Regions from separate parts of the Gasterosteus aculeatus genome. Here region 2 is linked to region 1. Evidence: chromatin contacts called from public Hi-C data. All regions are on one chromosome and are shown on one strand. Each heading gives the region's core, a stretch centred on a gene start, on an enhancer-like site or on the middle of the called end of the contact. The rest is flanking DNA. Distances are from core to core; before and after follow the strand shown.

What was found. Hi-C and Micro-C count contacts between places; a contact is called where the count stands out from the background.
Region 2: a Hi-C map of whole body shows a contact between it and region 1, with 2.3 times the contacts expected there. The contact joins the promoter of aplp2 here to the enhancer-like site in region 1. A contact is called at or near these places in 4 of 6 Hi-C or Micro-C datasets (skeletal muscle, tail fin and whole body).

What each region holds. Positions count from the first base shown.
Region 1 is chr1:17,880,918-17,885,150 of fGasAcu3.hap1.1, reverse strand. It overlaps aplp2 (amyloid beta (A4) precursor-like protein 2), which reads left to right. Exons shown (of 17, transcript XM_040174899.2): 9 at 145-219; 10 at 621-779; 11 at 1,614-1,742. Among protein-coding and RNA genes, the nearest start is that of st14a, 12 kb to the right of the region's middle. Within about 2 kb of position 2,175, at least 5 of the 9 cell types and tissues checked have open chromatin away from gene starts, as enhancers often do.
Region 2 is chr1:17,915,568-17,919,800 of fGasAcu3.hap1.1, reverse strand. aplp2 (amyloid beta (A4) precursor-like protein 2) reads left to right here and starts at 2,248. Exons shown (of 17, transcript XM_040174899.2): 1 at 2,248-2,633. The coding sequence starts at 2,562.

The sequences.
Region 1 (4,233 bases), core at 926-3,425:
CCCATACCAGTGTATGTAGAACACAAACGCACAGTTGTCTCCAATAATGATTGAGGGGTCAATTACACTTTTCAGAACTGGAAAACAGATTCATTCAAAATGGCTTGAAGCTTTCTGGGGTTCATTTCGTCTCTCTCATTCCAGGTAAGAAAAGAGTGGGAGGAAGCCGATCGCCAGGCCAAGAACCTGCCCAAGGCTGAGCGGCAGACGCTGATCCAGGTGAGACACCGATCCTTCCCTACGGGAGTCACCCCTTTGTCCCGTTGTTTGGGTGAGAAACGACGGCTTAGAGGCCCTGGGTCCCTCGCTCCCTGTGCCATTAAAGATCTCTTTTTTCCTGGCTGCTCTGTCTTTATCACCCTCTGGCTAAATGTGGGCGCTGGAGAGACTTCTATATCACACCACCAGTGAAAAGTTTGGACACATTCATTCCACTCATTCGAGAAAGTGTGTGACTTTTGACTGGTAGGCGAAGCCTCCAATTCCCTTGACAATGCTGACAGGCGACACGAGTGAAACGGGGAGGAGTGTTTTCTTATTTCTGATCCAAATGGCTCTGTTATGCCACTCTATTTAGCCCGCATATACATTTTTAGACATGTGTGCGGTTTTGTTTGTAGCACTTCCAAGCCATGGTGGAGTCCCTGGAAGAGGAGGCAGCCAGCGAAAAGCAGCAGCTGGTGGAGACTCACCTTGCCCGGGTGGAGGCCATGTTGAATGACCGTCGCCGTCTGGCCCTGGAGAATTACCTCGCTGCCCTGCAGGCAGACCCCCCCAGGGTAAACAACACACTCTGAGCTCATCTTTTATCACTTCCTCACCTCTCCGTGTCTATTGCCTTTCTCTGTCCACACAACACACACATTTCTATCATACAGCACTCAAATGTCACATTACTGGTGGCCTGTGGCTAATCTCATGTCCTGTCTCTGTCCACTCCAATTCATCACGAGGAGAAGGGGTTGTTGTATCCAGAAAAACACACATGCCCAAATCCCTCCATGAGCACAAAGTCAATCACATTTAAACCCACAGTTAAAATCCTTTTATAGTTATGTTTTTTTTTTAAATATTCCTCTTATCTTTTCAAGCACAGTTTTGCTTTCTGTTTAAGAGAACTTGTGGCTTTTCTAACCACCAGTTTTAGACTTGTCACCCAAAGGGGACTGAAATATTTACATTTTGTGCTCATTTCTAATTACCACCAGTCGATTCAAAATTGTTAATTGCATCATCCGCGGTGGGAAGACTTGTCATATAACAGATTATTTTTGTACCTCACATTTGACACTGTGAGTTGTCGGGTTGCATTATTTTCATCTTATTTTTAATCTCAAATATCACAAAATGTGATCACTAGTATTTTTCGAGGTCGTATCGGTTCATGGTTTATTGACTGAATCAAATAAACCAGAAATCTGAATGAAAAAAACTAGAGTGTGTGCAGACAATAAACAGTTTCAGAGATGAAACTGCTGTAAGGTCACTTACTATAAATTGACACGAGACGTTGATCCCTCTCAGTTGGTATTGCACAGAAATGATTTATTGTGGCTTTTTACCACCTAACACTAGAAACTACCCCTCTTCTTCCCACTCCATGTTGCGCTCAGCCCCACCGCATCCTGCAAGCCCTCAGGAGGTACGTCCGCGCAGAGAATAAGGACCGCCAACACACCATCCGCCACTACCAGCACGTCCTGGCCGTGGATCCTGAGAAGGCTGCTCAGATGAAGTCGCAGGTCAGTGTTTTATCCGGATGTGACACTGGTGAAAACAGTTCTCAATTAAGGTCTCAGTGTTGCTTGTTCCATTTATCGAAAATATTCCATTTAGAAAGAAAGAAAAGCATCAAATCCACACATTTGAGAAGCTGTAACAAGCACACGTTGGGCATTTATGTTGAAATCTATCTAAAATGTATACTGTACAATTAATCATCAGTCCTTTAGGTCTTAATAGTTCAATTTGGTGCTTTCCCACAATTGGACGTTTAGCAACATTCCTACGACAAACAAACTGTATTAGAGGCCGTGTCACTGAATGTGGAAGCTCATGCAGAGCCACTCAAGCTCCTACACTCCTCCTATTCCCTATCACACAGGGGAGGGATAATGATGTCTCAGCCTGCGCTTTGCCTTGTCTCGCAGTGTGTAGGAGGTAGAAAGAGTGTGTGCGTTTTTTTGAGCCTAGGAGGAGTGAGTAAGCTCAAATGACGGAGTCAGGGCGGATGTTTCATTCACTTAAGCCTCAGCCGAAGATTAACATTGCGCAGGTCTTGTGTAATGCTGGACTCTGAGCCGCTGCGCGGGGATTTGGCTGCAAGCTCCTCTGTTAGATGTAACCGGCCTGTTTGTGTCAGGGCCCTTCAACACCATCTGTGGTCATCCTCAAACCAGTACCGATAGCACAGCAGGTGGATGAAACAACATTGCGTGGCGAGGAAAGCACCACAGTGTTACTATTTGGATGAATCGTAGGATCAGGTGGGCCTGCGTGCTCGGTCATGGGAGGCCGATCTCCGTCGTCGGGCTCTCGCAGTGTTTACTTGTCGAGCTCCTGTGTCTTTCTTCACCCATCCAATCCTTCAGCATGTTCAAATCTACATTTTTGGTTTATGGATTATACATGTGACTTAGAAGAGCATTACACAAAGACTCCTTTGTAAATATTTAACATGTTGGGCTTTATGTAAGTGTGTTATGGGACTTTCTGGGATCAAGATGATTGTTGGTGTCTCATAAAAGTCTGACATTTTCCGCGTAGAAGAGATTTCTCGATGCATTTATAACCCCGCTGACACGCAATTTTTATAATTAGGATTGTTTGTTCAACATCAACTGGAAGGTGCCACAGGGGCTGCGTCCCGCCATTAATGGGAAAAGGTGCATTATTGCCATCTGTTGCCAACGCTGGTGCACTGCAGCCATGTGTTGGAGGATTACAACAGTCAATCATCATAGTGGGAAATAAACGCCAGTTGCCTGCCAAGAGCTGGTCCGCCTTGCTGTTTGCAGAGTCTGCCAACCACTTTTGCAGCAGGAATGTGGAAATGTTCCTCCGCTCTCAACATTGAGATTCGAAACCACTTTTAGGAGACTGGGGACATTTTGGAGCATACTAAGTTTTGTATCTGATAAAAAGTTATTTTATTATTATTTTACCAAGTGTGGTAGTGATTATTGGGACTGACAGGCAGCAGATCCTGTCGAGCCAGTTTAGAGCCTCATTACTGATTTAAGCATCGCATGCAGCTACTTGTTTTATGCAACCGATTCAGAGTTCATCTTAAGAAAATATTCTCTTGAGCCGAAAGCACATTTCTGCCGGTTCTGTTTACATTTGGGAAGATTTAAGAGCATTTATATTCTGGTCAGAAAACAGCGAGCAGTTTGTCCTCTAATCCGTGCTGTATAGTCAATTGTAATTATTTTTATTTTGCACATGCAGCATTGTGGCAATGGTTTATGTTATTTACTAAATGATGGACCTAGAGAACTTGTAATGCGTCTATCTGCAGCGTCAGCTGTCTCTTTTAATGTATTGTTGTTGTGTTGTTCATCATCTTTTACTTTGGTTTGTAGTTTCTCGGTTGCTGGAGATACATTTGAATGTACTCATTTGAATGATGTCATCCCGCCACAATGTTTTGCCTGGTTCTCAGTGTAAAGCTCCAAACATAAAAGCCATGACTTTAATCTGTGAATCTATTAGTTGACACAACTTGTATTATCCCCACTAAAACAATAAACTCTTTAGTTTAACTAAAATCTAGGGGGATTCTGTGGGATAAATGTATTTTCTGATTTGTTCATTTAAGCTATTTAAGAATAAATTCTGTTAGAATGAACCTTATATTGTAATAATTGGCAAATCCCTGTAATTAGTTGCCACTGGATTAGTGCTGAATAAACAATTATGTTAATTAATTTTTCATATTCAAATGATTAATCAACAATTTTAATAAATGAATATTACAAAAAAGAAACTTCTCCAATGTCAGGATTTTCAGCTATTTTATATCACATATCATTATAAACATAATAGTTCACACAAAGATTGACCTGGTTACGAAGAACTAACAATTGCCATTTCTACCTTTTACTGCATTTAAAAACTAAACCATTCACCAGTTAATAAATAAAATTAAGCTTGAACTTAGAATGTGCTGCAGTCCTGGGCTATTATAATCCTCGGGGAAACACTGACTCTTCAGTGAAGCAGTTTCACTTT
Region 2 (4,233 bases), core at 999-3,498, 35 kb before region 1:
AATGCTTTACAGACACCTGCGGGAATATTTTCATTCAGTTGCAAACCGAAGCCATCTGTTTACAATATCAAATAGTGGTGAGGTCATTGTGTGTCTTCATACTGATACTAGTTATGTAGTTTTATTCAACGGTATTAACCAAGAACAAGTATATGCGTTGGGACTAATTTTATTTATGTCAAGATTATATGGTACAGAAGCGACAGCCCACCACCATTTACGGTGAGTTCTTTCAAAATAGCTTTGGAACAATGTTCAAAAAGCATCAATAAAAGTACGAATCTGACTTTTTCTGGTGAATATTTTGAAGTTAAAGAGTAGCCTGGGGGAATAGCAATACAATGTATACAATAAAGGGTTTAGAAATGGTGGTCATTGTATTGGTCAGCTGGTCTGTGGCTTCTTGCAAATTGGGCAAAAAGCAGAAAATGTGTTTGGATTTTAGGACACCCCGAGTCTCAATAGCCGCTTTTATCTCTCATTTTAGTGTGTGTTTAGTGTGTAGTGTGTGTTTCTTTTGAATGATACCAGACACATTAACTGCATAAAACCTGTTATGTCTTTATGATCAATGTGCGGCAATTCAGGAATCTGTACAGAGAAAGTTGGTGATGGAAAGCCGAAATATCACTCGATGAGAGTTTGAGTATTTTCTCAATAAACCTTTGAAACTTAAACAATACATGATCTGCTCTGTTTTCTTCTCATTTCCCCCCATGATTAGACTTGAAAAACATGTGTGCAAATTCATCCTATTCCAACAAGTCTGGCTGATGATTAAAAATGAATAACCGCTGTGTGTCATGCCTGAAGCAACGATCACATTTACAGAATTTACAGCCTTTTCAATTGAGTAAAAAAAAACTGATTTAAGAAGAAAATAAATGAGTTGTTGTCTATTACATTGCGCTGAAAACAGAAAATGTTTCCTCTGGTTGCCTCTGTGTGTGTCTCTCCCACAAAAAAAGAAAAGCTTAATCCACTGGAATTAGAATGAGATGAGTTTTCTTCAGAAGGAAAGTATTTGAATACACCATTGTTGTTCGTTTTCTTCACAAAAGAATCATTGCAATACCTCTTCAACAGAAGTGGTGTAAGAATTATGTACTCTTCACTTAATGCAATTATTAAGACCCTCTTTTAAGACTTGCCCCAACTCTGACTACGTTTAAAACAAGACTGAAAACTTTTATGTTCAGCTTCGCCTTCTGCTAAATTTTACCTACATTGCACTTTTAACCTCTGCTTTTAATTAAACAATTTAAATAAGATTTTAATTTATAATTTTATTTGCTGTTTTTAATTGTCATTTTATTTCACTTTATTGTATGAAATGTTATGATGTGAAGCACTTTGAGTCTGCCTTGTGTATGAAAAGCGCTGTACAAATAAAATTGCCTTGCCTTGCCTTGCCTTGCCTTGCCTTTTAAAAGTACACCTTCTGCTTTCAAATTGATACTACAAACACACATATTTATAGTAAAATACACATATTAGATCTTAAACACCCACACATTTGTTTATTTTCTTTTGGGGGGTTGGGGAGGGATCTTTATGGGGAGACGGTCATTAGAAACTCTATTCTAATTAAACCTATAGTGGAACCATGCATCCTCTGAATGCTCTATAGGTCTCAAATTTGTGTCTGTTAAATTTCACGAGGCTGTGATAATGCAAGAGGTCATTGAATAGTGATATTGAGTTGGAAAAAAAATCTATTTTGAATTGGCGACTTTGGGGACTAATTTCTGAATACAACTCATATGTGATGACAATTATCCTTCGAACCACCAGACGCTCAGCTTTCCTGTGATGCCAAATTTCGGGACCATTTTGGGTCCCCAGTACATATAAATGTTCAAGTACACCATTTTAGAATAGGAGAAAAAAAGCACAATTGAGGCTGTTTGGAAACAACATAATTCAGACCGAATTTGTATGAAATCATCAAAAAGTGGCATCTTTATTCCCTTGTTATTCAGTGGCTCTGTGGTTTCTGTGGTTATACCTACTCATTCATGTTACTGTGACAAACCAATGTAATTACAGGTGTCCACCAAGTTCATTTGTATTTCCTGTTGCCTGTCTATTGCATTTGTGATGTTTTGTGTGGAACGCATCACTGGGAGGCAGCAACCCTGCAGAATGCATGAGGTTGTGGCACGTAAAACATCACCCATAGTGTCCGGGCATGCTCGGGTTGTGTAACACTTCAGCGTACCTGTCCACCGGCTGACTGACAATTACGCCGCACCGTGGTGCTGCGGCCGGCCGCCTGGTGGCGCAGTGCGCACGATCCGATGACCCGGGGAGGGAGGGAGGGAGGAGGCAGCGCAGCCGCCCCAGAGACCACAGCCTCAGTCCACATTTCCAGAAGACACCGACTGACGCGTTCTGTCGAGCTCCAAGTAACGAACCGAACCGAAGCGGAGCCGGACTGGTCCCGCTGATCGCGCTCTCTTCCGGGACTCGCTGCGCTCTTTACCCCCCCCCACACAGAGAGCCCTCTCGGGACATATATAGAAGTTATCCACGGTGCCACGAACCGAAGACCGTGGAAGATGGGTTCAGTGGCGGCGATGTGCGTCCTGATTCTGGGCATCGTGGTCCCCGCGCTGTCCGGATACATCGAGGTATGTGATGGGAAACGGGTTTGGGGGGGTCCGAGCCGCATAAAAACAACGGCGCGTTTTGCTCCTTTTCTCGGCCAGTACGTTTGTCCTCTGTTCACGTGAGACATCGGCGTCTCGCGTGGTCTCTCCTGGTGGGACAGTTTATTATTTTCAGCAGGCTTTGACGTCTTCCCCCCCCGCACGGGGAGCGGAATCGATCCGATCGATTTGCGTGTAAAGCCTAATGTCAGGATTTAACACAAGACCTTAACTAAATTGCTGAAAGGGCGGATGAACCGTCCGAGCGGGTTGCGTGTGAATCCGATGGCCTTCGGGTCGCTTTCCTCCCCCGTCCCGGAGCCCTGGTTGCAGTCTGCTGATGGCAGTGGAGCCACGTGAAGGTGCGGTGACAACAACCCCAGCGGGCTTTACTGCAGAGATCAGATGGAAGACAGCAGCGGCAGCTTTGTCCCCCGAGGACACGGTGGACTTGTGCAATAGATCACAACCTGCGTTGTTTCTGCCCCGTGGAGCAGTTGTGTCCATTGTCCATTATATTGATCAAACATTGGGGAAGTAATTCATCTTTTCCTTTTCAAACTCCAGCTCTTCTTCTGTCAACAGGTTGGCCCCTGGTCTTACTCAGTGGTGTCTTTATTGGTCTTTGTTATCCTTAAAACCATACGATCACAGAGGAGACTCATCGACCAGGAGTCTATTTGTCTATTTGTTTGATATGCAGGTTGTCCTGTACAAACACACACACACACACACACACACACACACACACACACACACACACACACACACACACACACACACACTACTTGCTGTTCTATGGGCCTACTGGCTGACCTGTTATCGTCTGTGCAAACTGATGCCGGTAGTTTCAGATGTGTGTGTGTGTGTGTGTGTCATTGGAAAACAATGGAACCATTTTCTGAGCAAGCCCCCCCCCCCAACACACACACGGACACACAAACATGTTCCTGCTCACTGCTGAAGCAACCATGACAGAACATTTTAACAAGACCTGTCCTCCAGGCACTGCTGTGGTTATTATGAGGCAATGTTTCTCCCTCCGACGCATTTGCGACAAAAAAAACCTCGGCCATTTTGAGGCAGTATATTGGCCCGCGTTGTGTTGGGGGAAATAATGGTTATTATGTTCCCCACAAATCTATGCAGCTGCTGCACTCTCTCTCTCTCCTAAGACCTGTCTCCTCTGCAATGGTCGCCTCCTCTCCCGCCTTCACAGACATGCTGATCAATACTGGACAGACTCTGCTCAGATGATTAATGGATGAAATCAATGAATTTTCTTGATCAGTCACCCAGATTAAATTGAGAAACGTTTGGTGGCTGCTGTGCGCCTTGACTTTGTGCCGCATGCTGAGGATTCCTATGGTTTAATCAATGGCGGTCCTAAAGGGCAAGGCTATTTCTGTTTTTATCACATTTATATAATGATATTCAATGATATTCACAACCTTTTATTTTTTGCCACGGCCTCCTAATGCTCACTGAAACTGAAGATTTCATGCCAAAGGTGAAATAGAGAAACACAAATATTAACACCTTTTGAGTCAGAGAAAGAAGGCAACCAATCCAAAGAGAGGAC